Regions from separate parts of the Macaca mulatta genome. Here region 1 is linked to region 2. The links are chromatin contacts, called in public Hi-C maps. All regions are on one chromosome and are shown on one strand. Each heading gives the region's core, a stretch centred on a gene start, on an enhancer-like site or on the middle of the called end of the contact. The rest is flanking DNA. Distances are from core to core; before and after follow the strand shown. Region 1 holds the start of TUT1 (terminal uridylyl transferase 1, U6 snRNA-specific). Region 2 holds the start of BSCL2 (BSCL2 lipid droplet biogenesis associated, seipin).

Region 1 (4,919 bases), core at 902-3,401, 120 kb before region 2:
TATCCAGGTCATCTACAGAAGAACTAAAAAAATTCAGATCCTAGAATACTTCGTGGATCATCTCTGGACATGGTATGATACAGTGATGTCAAGGGCAGGATCTGAAATCACATTGCCCAAGTTCAAATCCCAGCTCTGTCAAGCTGTGTGAGACCTTGGTCAAGTCATGAAACCTCACTATGCTTCAACTTCCTCAGATATAAAATGGAAATAACAGTATCTAGCACCTCACACACAGGTATTATTCACATGTATCACTTGGCAGAGAGTCTGGTACATGGTAAATGTTGAAAAACTAGCCATTGCATGCCGGGCGCGGTGGCTCAAGCCTGTAATCCCAGCACTTTGGGAGGCCGAGACGGGTGGATCACGAGGTCAGGAGATCGAGACCATCCTGGCGAACACGGTGAAACCCCGTCTCTACTAAAAAATACAAAAAAATAGCCGGGCGAGATGGCGGGCGCCTGTAATCCCAGTTACTTGGGAGGCTGAGGCAGGAGAATGGCGTAAACCCCGGAGGCGGAGCTTGCAGTGAGCTGAGATCCGGCCACTGCACTCCAGCCGGGGCGACAGAGCGAGACTCCGTCTCAAAAAAAAAAAAAAAAAAAAAAAAAGAAAAACTAGCCATTGCTATTATTTTATTATGAGTTAGCTGCTTGATGTCACTAAAGTAAATGTGGGGCCAAGGAAGACTCCTACGTTTCTGGCTTGGCTTACTGGATGAACAGTGATAGTGCCATTCACAGAGAAAAGGAAGAATGGAAGTAGACCCTGTTTAGGGAAGATTGTGATTCCAGACTTCAAAAGTAGGGCCGGGCACATTGGCTCACACCTGTAATCCCAGCACTTTGGGAGGCCAAGATGGGAAGATCGCTTGAGGCCAGGAGTTGGAGACCAGCCTAGGCAACACGGTGAAACCCCATCTCTACAAAAAATTAAAAAATTAGACAAGGCCGGGCGTGGTGGCTCACGCCTATAATCCCAACACGTTGAGAGGCGGAGGTGGGCGGATCACGGGATCAGGAGACCAAGACCATCCTGGCTAACACGGTGAAACCCCGTCTCTACTAAAAATAAAAAAAATAGCCGGGCATGGTGGTGGGCACCTGTAGTCCCAGCTACTCGGGAGGCTGAGGCAGGAGAATGGCGTGAACCTGGGAGGTGGAGCTTGCAGTGAACCGAGATGGCGCCACTGCACTCCCAGCCTGGGCGACAGAGCGAGACTCCGTCTCAAAAAAAAAAAAAAAATTAGCCAAGTATGGTGGTACACGCTTGTAGACCCAACTACTTGGGAGACTAGCTGGGGGTATCACTCTGCAGCTGAGGTTGAGGCTGCAGTGAGCCGAGATCACACCACTGCACCGCAGCCTGGGTGACAGAGCGAGACCTTGTCTCAAAAAAAAAAAAAAAGTGGAATTTGAAGTTACAGTGAACCCCTTCTCTGTCATACAAGAACCTTGTCCATTTTTCCAAACCCATCTTCTGTCCCTTCCTCACTGGTATCTTATGGTCTAGTCATTCATGCCATCTATTTCATCCGTCCCCGCCTTTGAGTAGGTCCTCTGTAGGGCTTCTCTGATTTAGTTATTGATTCTCTGTGGTCCCACAGTTCTCCAAACATATCTATAAAGCATTGAAACTTTCTCCATCTCTAAACGGTGAGCTCCTTCATCTCTGAACCCCCTTCCCCCACCCTAAAGATCAGCAGAATACCAGGCACAGAGCATATGTCCAATAGATGATGGTTAAAGAAGGAATAAAACAATGAAACGCGTTGTGGAGATTTCGTATACTGAGAAGGAGTGTAATGTGGTGGGACTTTCCCGACTCTCCAAATCCCCTCGGACTTGCGGAGTAAAAACGCAGGTGAGAGACCCTACCAACCGACCTGACAGGAACGATTACCTATAACCCTAACTTTCGCCAGGATCAAAAGACGAAAGCCCGCAACCACCCGGGTCCCTCACTAGCCACCGCTTACGGTTGGCTGTAGTAACGTGGCAGAGGCAGCAGCGGAAACCCCCACGTGGCAGCGATTCGACATCCGAATCCACCGCCGCCATAGCGACTCTCCTGTACCGACAAAAACACAAGCACCTCTGCCACGACCGGAACCCACTTCTCTGAAGCTCAACGCGCTCGGAAGCTACTTCCGCCGGTCCGATAGGAAGTGACATAAGTCGTCCAATTGAGCGGACACACTCCTCCGGAAACCAAGCTCCTTCGACTCCGGGTTCCGTTCCTAGCCGCTGTCGAGTCCCCGCCCGTTTTAGGAAAAGCCGCGCGTTACGATGCTTATCTGCATGCGGCAAGCCGATTGGTGTGCTTTAAGCTGTTCAGGCGTTGATTGGCCCAAAGCGTCGTGAATATTTATGACAGCAGCCACAAAGGCCGGCGCCGGGTAGCGTCTAGCTGCAGCTCCTTCACCCCGCAGTAGATACCCTTGTGTCTGTACCCTCGACCCTTATTTACCCGACGAATAAAGGCAGAGGATCGGCGGCTTCCAATCCTTTGCCCCACGGAGCCCAGGGCTGTTCCTGGACTTCCAACCTTTTCAGGGCTGTTACTCCCTCCCTCCACCCCCTGTCCTCTCGCAAAACGGGTGTTCTGCGACTGCTTCTAGCCCTGGTTGGGGAGCTCTGCCACCACCGGGCACCTTCCGGACTCCACAAGGTCCCTGGAGCCAGGCCCATTCCTTCCGCAGTAGTGGGCTGCGTGGTGTACTCCCGAGGAGCCAGAGCCACTGGCGTACCCCAGAGCAGTGCGACAAGACAAAACCGAGTACCGGTAACTGAGTGAAGACACTGGAGGGGGCGAATGCTGTCAAAGCCCATCTGGTATAATTGTCAGTTCCTCCCAACACCGCCGAGGTGTAGGCTCAGTACAGGGAGGGACTAGAGGAGCTGGGGATGCCCTAGGGACAGGGATCATAAGGAGGTGGAGAGGACTTTCAGATGGGCTCAGCCCACAGCTTTGAATGGCGCAAAGAGCAGTGGACCGAAGGCAGACACCATGGTCTTTGACCTTGAGCGAGTCACAACTGCCGAGGCTGTTCCCCATCTCTAAAGGAAGTGCCCAAGGAGCATATAGTAGGCTGAACTTCTTGTTGTCTCTCCTAAGGTGTTCCTTCTAATGGGCCCTGCTCAGGCATCTAATCTCAGTGTCCCAAACCTTTCAGGCAGGAAACGGTGCTACAGTGGATCAGGGTATCAAGGCAGTTGCTGAGACTGGCCTTGAGGATCCTGAAGCAGCAGGCTGTACACATACACCCAGAGGTGCTCGAGTGGTTCAATGGTAGAATTCTCATCTGCCAAATACACCACACAGCTAGGTGAGGAGATCCTCCTATAACCCCATCACCACCACCAAGGTGGTATACATGTTACCCTGGCTGCCAGCAACTTCCAGAATTCCTTAAGTGAAAGGGAGAGGGGAGTAAGAGGTGGGAAACAGAGGAAGAAACACCCCCATTCTCCTTTCCTATGGAGGCCACCAGTCATCCAGAAAGCTCATCTCAACTCCTGTGAAGGAATCTGGGCCAAGATGGTGCTTGGGCTCCATCACCACTGGGAGCTGGGGAGCAGTTTGGATCCCACAAGAAGGCTAGCTGGAGCAAGCCGCCTCGGTCCAGGCTGCATATCTCATAAAGCTGTTCCCAAGGCAAGAACCATCTGTACCTCCTTTGTTGTCCTTTGTCCTTTATTTTCCCTGTCAAAGACACCCCCAACACACACACAACACACACCCATGGCAAAGAACAGCTGAGCCAGGAGAAGCTGAAGAAAACAGCTTTTTATTTGTTACTATAAGAACCAATTACAGAATCCGAGGTTAAAAAAACGGACAAAAGATCTTTATTTCTGAGAACTGGCGTACAAAAGGCGGAGGGGGAGGGGAGGGAAGGAAAGAGCGAGCATGGCCTGGGGTTGATGCCAGCTTAGGGGCCTCAAACTCCAATTAGGATAGTCCGGACACCGGACAGAAAGAGAAACCCCCAATTAGGAAAAAAAAAAAAAAGACATGGCAGTGCACGCCCCCCTCCCCCAACCAGGTACCACCACCTGTTATCTGTTTACTCTTCCCCTCCCCATCCCCTTTCACAAAGGGAGGCAAAATTTTTAAAAAATTAAAAAACCCTCCCCCCAAAACTGTCCAAGACATCTGTGGGTCCTACCCCCCAAAACAGGCTAGGTTCCCACATGGGCCAAGTTCCTGCAGTCTGTCCTCCATCAGCAAGCATGGAGGCATGAGACAAGTCTCGAGGTTGTAACACCAGAGGGCGCCCAACCCCTCCAGGGACGCACACTCACTTGCTCTCTTCCTTACTCCTCACTCCCTTTGACACGAAAGGGAAGGGAGGTTTGGGTGCCCTGGGCATCCACCCTCTACCTCTCAGCCCACCTCCCTCCCCCACAGGTGCTCAATCCTCCAGGACAATAGGCTCATTAGTGCTGGCAGGATGTGAGGGTGCAGGTAGAGGGACAGGGGGCCGCACTGCCATCAGCGTTGGCTTCACCTTCAGGGGCAAGTTGGGTCGGCGAGCAGCTCGCCGCATTTCCAGATGGGTCAGAGCCTTCCGCAGGGCCCTGGCCAGAAAGAGCAAGTGAGAAACAGAAAAGGCTTAGAGAACACTAAGCCCTCCAGGTGAAGCCCCACATTCCACACTGCAATTCTGCCTTCTGGCCCATTCTTTTCTGGCATCCCCACCCTGCATCCACAACCTTCCTAGAGCTCTTGCTCTGAAACTCCTACTCCCCACACTCACAGCCTGGACTGTCCCTCTCAGCCCCTCCCATGGTAGACTCCCTACCTGGTATCCTTTGTGGCCACAAACACCACAGGATTGGGGGCATCAGCAGGGTTTAGTTTCTGACGCTTGGCGGCTGGCTGTGAGCTTGAACGAATCCCTGAAGCCAGAG
Region 2 (5,304 bases), core at 994-3,493:
CTGTGGCGCATCACATTTTCCTGGATATGGAAAATGGAGGGTCCCTGGGAGAGAAACGAAGATTCAGGTGCTAAGTGCTGTGTCAGGGTAGAGGGAGGAAGGAAGGAGGGGGGCGACTGCCCAGCTGATGTCAGATTTTCAAATGAGCAGGGTCCCCCGCAGCCAGTACAGACTCCACTGCAGGGGCTGTCATAGGCCCAGACCACCCCATTTGAGAGGGGGAGTCGGCCTTGGCCTCAGCTCTGTTGGGGAGGGCTCTAGCCCAGACTCAGGATGCCTGCAATGGGGGAGGGGCAGGCAGTGAACCAGCGACAGTGGGGGTGTGCGCAGGGGATGCAGGCAGCTAGGCTCCCCCACTGGCCAGGCAGTTGGTATGTTCCAGGATCTGAGCAGCTCCTTCTAGCATCCTTCATCCTTCAGGTACCAGCCATCCAGGCAGTGCTTCAGCTGCAGAAACTGAGACCAGTCCTGGACGGACCTCTGGCCTGACCCTCCTCAGTGGCCTCCTTGCCTATAGTCACTGCTTCTGCATCAGATACTTTCAGCTGCAACTCCCTGCAGGGTGGGGCACCCATCTCAGGCAGAAGGTTTTGGTACCCTCCACTGACCCTACACCCAGGTCTGCTACTGCTGCTTGTGGCTTTAGGTGAGTAGGTAACAGCCTGTTTTTCTCCTGCTGGGGCTCACTGGAGCAGATAGAGGTGATGTACCCTCCTCATCAGGGTTGGTTGAGGTCTTCAGAGCTGGGAACACACATGGTTTGAAGGGCTGAAAAGTCTTACATCATTTGTGTAAGGTTTAACGATCTGTGGCCCAGGCCATGAGGGAGTTTGGGGAGCACCTCATCCCACCCTATTTTTTCCATGAGGAATACAGGGATGAGACAGTCCACTGGAGGAGGAGGAGGATAGGAGGGAAACAAAATATTGGGGTATGACCACAGCCTTGTAAAGGTTGGTGTGGAGTGAGCATGGAGGAGGGCCTCCAGCTGAGACGGTTCCCTGAGAGGTCCCTCTTTTTTTCCAGGATGAAAGGTGAGACCCCGGTGAACAGCACTATGAGTATTGGGCAAGCACGCAAGATGGTGGAACAGCTTAAGATTGAAGCCAGCTTGTGCCGGATAAAGGTAGGTGGGACCCTGGCTGGCTCTCCCATTAGTTGGCCAGGCCGTGCTGTGCTGCAGGTTCCCAAAGCTCAGGATAAGAGATGCGTTCTTTCCTGCACTCCCTGAGGTCAGGGGAGGAGTCTGGGGCCCTGCAGAGAGCTGTCCCCAGGTCTCTGTGGGGGATGAGGAATAAGACAGTCATAAGGAGCCCTGGAGATGGCAAAAGAGAACCCATTTGGGGAGGGAGGCTGCAGTACCCTTTAGAGGTCCTGGCTAACAGTACCCCTCCTGGCTGTCCCAGGTGTCCAAGGCAGCCGCAGACCTGATGACTTACTGTGATGCCCACGCCTGTGAGGATCCCCTCATCACCCCTGTGCCCACTTCGGAGAACCCCTTCCGGGAGAAGAAGTTCTTCTGTGCTCTCCTCTGAGCAACCCTGTCCCTTCTCACAACTCCTCCCTTTTCCCTCTCCTGCGCCCTTCCTTAGGTCGGTAATTGTCGTGAGCCCCTGAGGCTCCCTGCATCCCATCCCTAACCCTTGCCTGACCATGTGAGGTTATTTGAAGCACAAGGCCCACCCTCATCTGTCGGCCCCATTTCCTTCCACCTTTGTGGCCGACCCCAAGCACCCCAGAGATATGAGGCACCCTTTGCTCCACCCACAGCAGGGCCCCGTCAGACTGCCAGCGTCCTGCCCACTTCCTTTGATGACCCGCTCAGACAATGGAGAGAGGGATGGGCCAGGTTCTAGCTCTCAGTCTCACCTGGAGCTACTGGAGAGTAAAGCCATTTGAAGAATAAAGTCATCCAGAGCCTCAGGACAGCTCCTGTGTTAGAATTCTTGGGGGGAGAGGATCATCAAGCAATAGATCTGCCATACCCAGGGAATAGAGCCAATCAAAACAGGCTAGACATTGTCAAGGATCTGAGAAAAGCCGGGTCGGGGGATGGCGGGCGCGAGAGAGCGTCCACAGTGGAAGAATTAAGTACAACAGACGCTCAAGAGGCTGCGGAGAACAAACACACACACACACAAACGTGCAACGAAGCCAAGTTAAAAGGTAAACAGGCCGAAGAGGGTGGATTTAGGGGAGGGTGCGGGAGTGCAGTCGCACAGCAGAGGAACTCTTAGAGGGGGAGGGGCGGAGCTTGGCTTCAGTTACCCCGACTGGAGCCGGTTTTATATCTAAGATGGCTGCGCCCACAGCCGCTCCCATTCCAAGATGGCCGTACCAAGATGGCGGCCCCCACGTCAAGGAGTTTACCGTACAGGGCGTCTCTTAAAATGGCGGCCCCCAGGGAACAGGCGTTCTCAATATGGTCCCTTCCACCCTCTTCTGGTCTCAAAATGGCTGCCCCTTCCTTCTCCAAGTCGGGGCCCGCGCCCTGCGACCCTGAAATCGGAATTTCGATGTCCTCCCCATTAAGCCGAAGGCACACGGGCGGCCATAACGAAGAAGCACTAAACAAGGGGACCCCAGGAAGCACAGTGTGGCCGACGCTGGTCGCGTGGATCTTGCAAGGGAATCTAGGTTTCTACATCTTGCCAAGCTTTGGAGCGGAAATATTAGCGGCGGGGGGTTAACCCCCAGCGATGTCCGTCTCGGTGCACCGCTCCTCAGTCGCTTCCTGGTCTTCCCAGGAGCTGGATAAGCCTGAAATTGCTCAGTTTGGGTTTCCTAGTAGAACTGGGGCTTGTTTTTACTTTCATTTTCCCCTTAGGCCGACTCAGCCACATCAGCCAGAAAGCTGTGGCCCCACGCCTAATGTGCCTTGCGGGAGTCCAGCATGCTGTTTGGGCAAGGACCAAACTTAAGGCTTAACATGTCATGGTCATCTCCAGGACTCAAACATGGCGGAGGTTGACGAACACCAGAATGCCTCCTAGACTCTTTTCCTTCCAAGGGTGCACAGAGCCGAGATGGGACCAGGGCCAAAGCAAAGAACGTAACAATCCCAGTATGTGTGCTCCTCGTAGAGTCAAGGTCCCCTAAACTCAGGGACGCATCCTTCTGAGGAAAAGTCTGGGCTAGCTGTTTTGTGCCTGGATATACTTTGGGAAGGGAGGCTGCTTTGAAATAGTAGGGACAGCTGATTACCTCCAGCTTCCAGGTACCTTTGCACAGAAGACAGCAAAGTGGAGAGAGGAAACCAAAGGAAGAAAGGGTGTTATCACCAGCAACTGAACTTAGCCTCCTCCTAAGGATATTTTCATGAATTCCAGGGACTCCCAAGCAGCTTTTTACTGTTGATGGCAACTTCTGAGCTCTAAGTCCTGGAGAGCTTCTAATTAATTCCCTCATCCTAGAGATGAACAAACAGAAAAGTTTGCCCTCCTGGAGTGGGATCCTACCCCCATTCTGTTGAGGAGGAGCCTCAGTTCCTTCTTGGCACCGTGAAAATTCCAGGAAGGATCAATCAGATCCGTTTTAATCCCTGTATCCTGACAATGGCACATATCAGGCACCCAAATACCCAATGAATGGATTGTACTGTACATGCTTAAATGACAAATGCGGCAATGGCAGGGACCAAGCACCTTGCTTCCTCGTCCCTACTGTATCACGGTGTTGGGCAAATTCCAGGGGAGTAAGTCTAATTTTCCACAACAGCTCAGACATGATTTTAAAAAAAAAAAAAAAATTGGAGTGTTTAATAAATGTAACCTTGATTTTTAAAAAAGCTGCTGTTGGGCCAGGTGTGGTGGCTCACACCTGTAATCCCAGCACTTTGGGATGCCGAGGCGGGCAGATCATCTGAGGTCAGGAGTTCCAGACCAGCCTGGCCAACATGGTGGAAACCGTCTCTACTAAAAATACAAAAATTAGCCAGTGTGGTGGCGGGTACCTGTAATCCCAGCTATTTGGGAGGCCGAGGTAGGGAATCACTTGAACCAGGGAGGCAGAGGATGCGGTGAGCCGAGATCGCGCCACTGCACTCCAGCCTGGGCAACAAGAGCGAAACTCCATCTCAAAAAAAAAAAAAAAAACCAACAACGAAAAAACAAAGCGCCTCTCTTCAGTTTTTCTGCACACTCTATGTTCCTACCCATCAGATTATAACTGCAAGGCTGCAGCACTAGTTGGGAAAAAGGGGTTTAAGAAGTTACTAGAGACCAGGTATGAGCTATGATTAACCACTTAAAAAAATGATTAATTAGCTCTAACAGCAACTTTAAATGTCCTAAAGAATAGATGGCTACCAAAATCAAGGGTGGCCTAAAGGGTACAAAGCCGTAAACCCAGGTATCTGAATCTGTGTCACATAGAAGGTGGGACTTAGAGCATTATCTATATCAATACTACTACCCCTTCAGAACACTGGGTGTCATGAGTTGTGGTATCTGAGCTTTAAGACCCTGACCATTTATTAGAAACCGCTGTTAGGATCAGTTCAGTGCTAATAAATGGTGGCTGGGAGCGGTGGCTCACACCTGTAATCCCAGCACTTTGGGAGACCAAGGCGGGCAGATCACGAGGTCAGGAGTTCAAGACCAGCCTGGCCAATATGGTAAAACCCTGTCTTTACTAGAAAAAAAAAAATTAGCTGGGCCTGGTGGCACACATGTGTAGTCCTAGCTACTTGGGAGGCTGAAGCAGAAAAATCGCTTGAACCCAGGAGGCTGAGGTTGCAGTGAACAGAGCGCATGCCACTGCACTCCAGCCTAGGTAACGGAGCGAGGATCCGTCTCAAAAAAAAAAAAAAAAAAAAAAAAAAAAAAAAAAAAGCAATGATGCTGTTGTAAATTTAACTTATTGTCTCATTCTCCAAATTCACTGGAAAATAACCCCCATCAAACTTCTGTTGGATGAGTGGGCTTTCCCCCTAGCAGTAATTATTCATTCATATACTTATTTGGCTCCACAACGGAACTTTACATTTTAACTTCAAGCATCCAACTGGTTTTTGCATAGACCAAATACAAAGGTCATGAGTTATAATTTATTTTCTTATACTTCAATGGCTCAACTCTTGGCCTAAGCAAGTACTAAATAAGACTAATAACTACCCACCCATGTCAACTGACTGCATGGCTGGCTCCCAAGTGAAGGCATGGTAGAATAGGGAGGGAACGGCAGCCACCATGCAAGAGAGTCCTCCTTGGTTGGAGCCCATGCAACCTGAGAAAGAGGCATTAAAACATGAATAAATAACCCAATGACACCCTCCGCCCCAGTCAGTGCAGCCACAGGAGATAG

Evidence for each region. A called contact is a pair of places that touch in the nucleus more often than the background predicts.
Region 1: a Hi-C map of cortical neurons shows a contact between it and region 2, with 3 times the contacts expected there. The contact joins the promoter of TUT1 here to the promoter of BSCL2 in region 2. A contact is called at or near these places in 5 of 14 Hi-C or Micro-C datasets (CD4 T cells, cortical neurons, fetal cortex germinal zone and 2 more).

What each region holds. Positions count from the first base shown.
Region 1 is chr14:11,473,349-11,478,267 of T2T-MMU8v2.0, reverse strand. It overlaps TUT1 (terminal uridylyl transferase 1, U6 snRNA-specific), which reads right to left and starts at 2,151. Exons shown (of 9, transcript XM_077962486.1): 1 at 1,982-2,151. The coding sequence starts at 2,063. It overlaps MTA2 (metastasis associated 1 family member 2), which reads right to left. Exons shown (of 18, transcript NM_001266061.1): 17 at 4,811-4,919; 18 at 3,778-4,586. The coding sequence ends at 4,421.
Region 2 is chr14:11,348,589-11,353,892 of T2T-MMU8v2.0, reverse strand. It overlaps BSCL2 (BSCL2 lipid droplet biogenesis associated, seipin), which reads right to left and starts at 2,243. Exons shown (of 12, transcript NM_001260552.2): 1 at 1,870-2,243; 2 at 1-44. The region is part of intron 1 of TAF6L (TATA-box binding protein associated factor 6 like); the gene reads left to right. It overlaps GNG3 (G protein subunit gamma 3), which reads left to right and starts at 368. Exons shown (of 3, transcript NM_001267786.1): 1 at 368-646; 2 at 1,027-1,126; 3 at 1,407-2,138. The coding sequence starts at 1,028. The coding sequence ends at 1,535.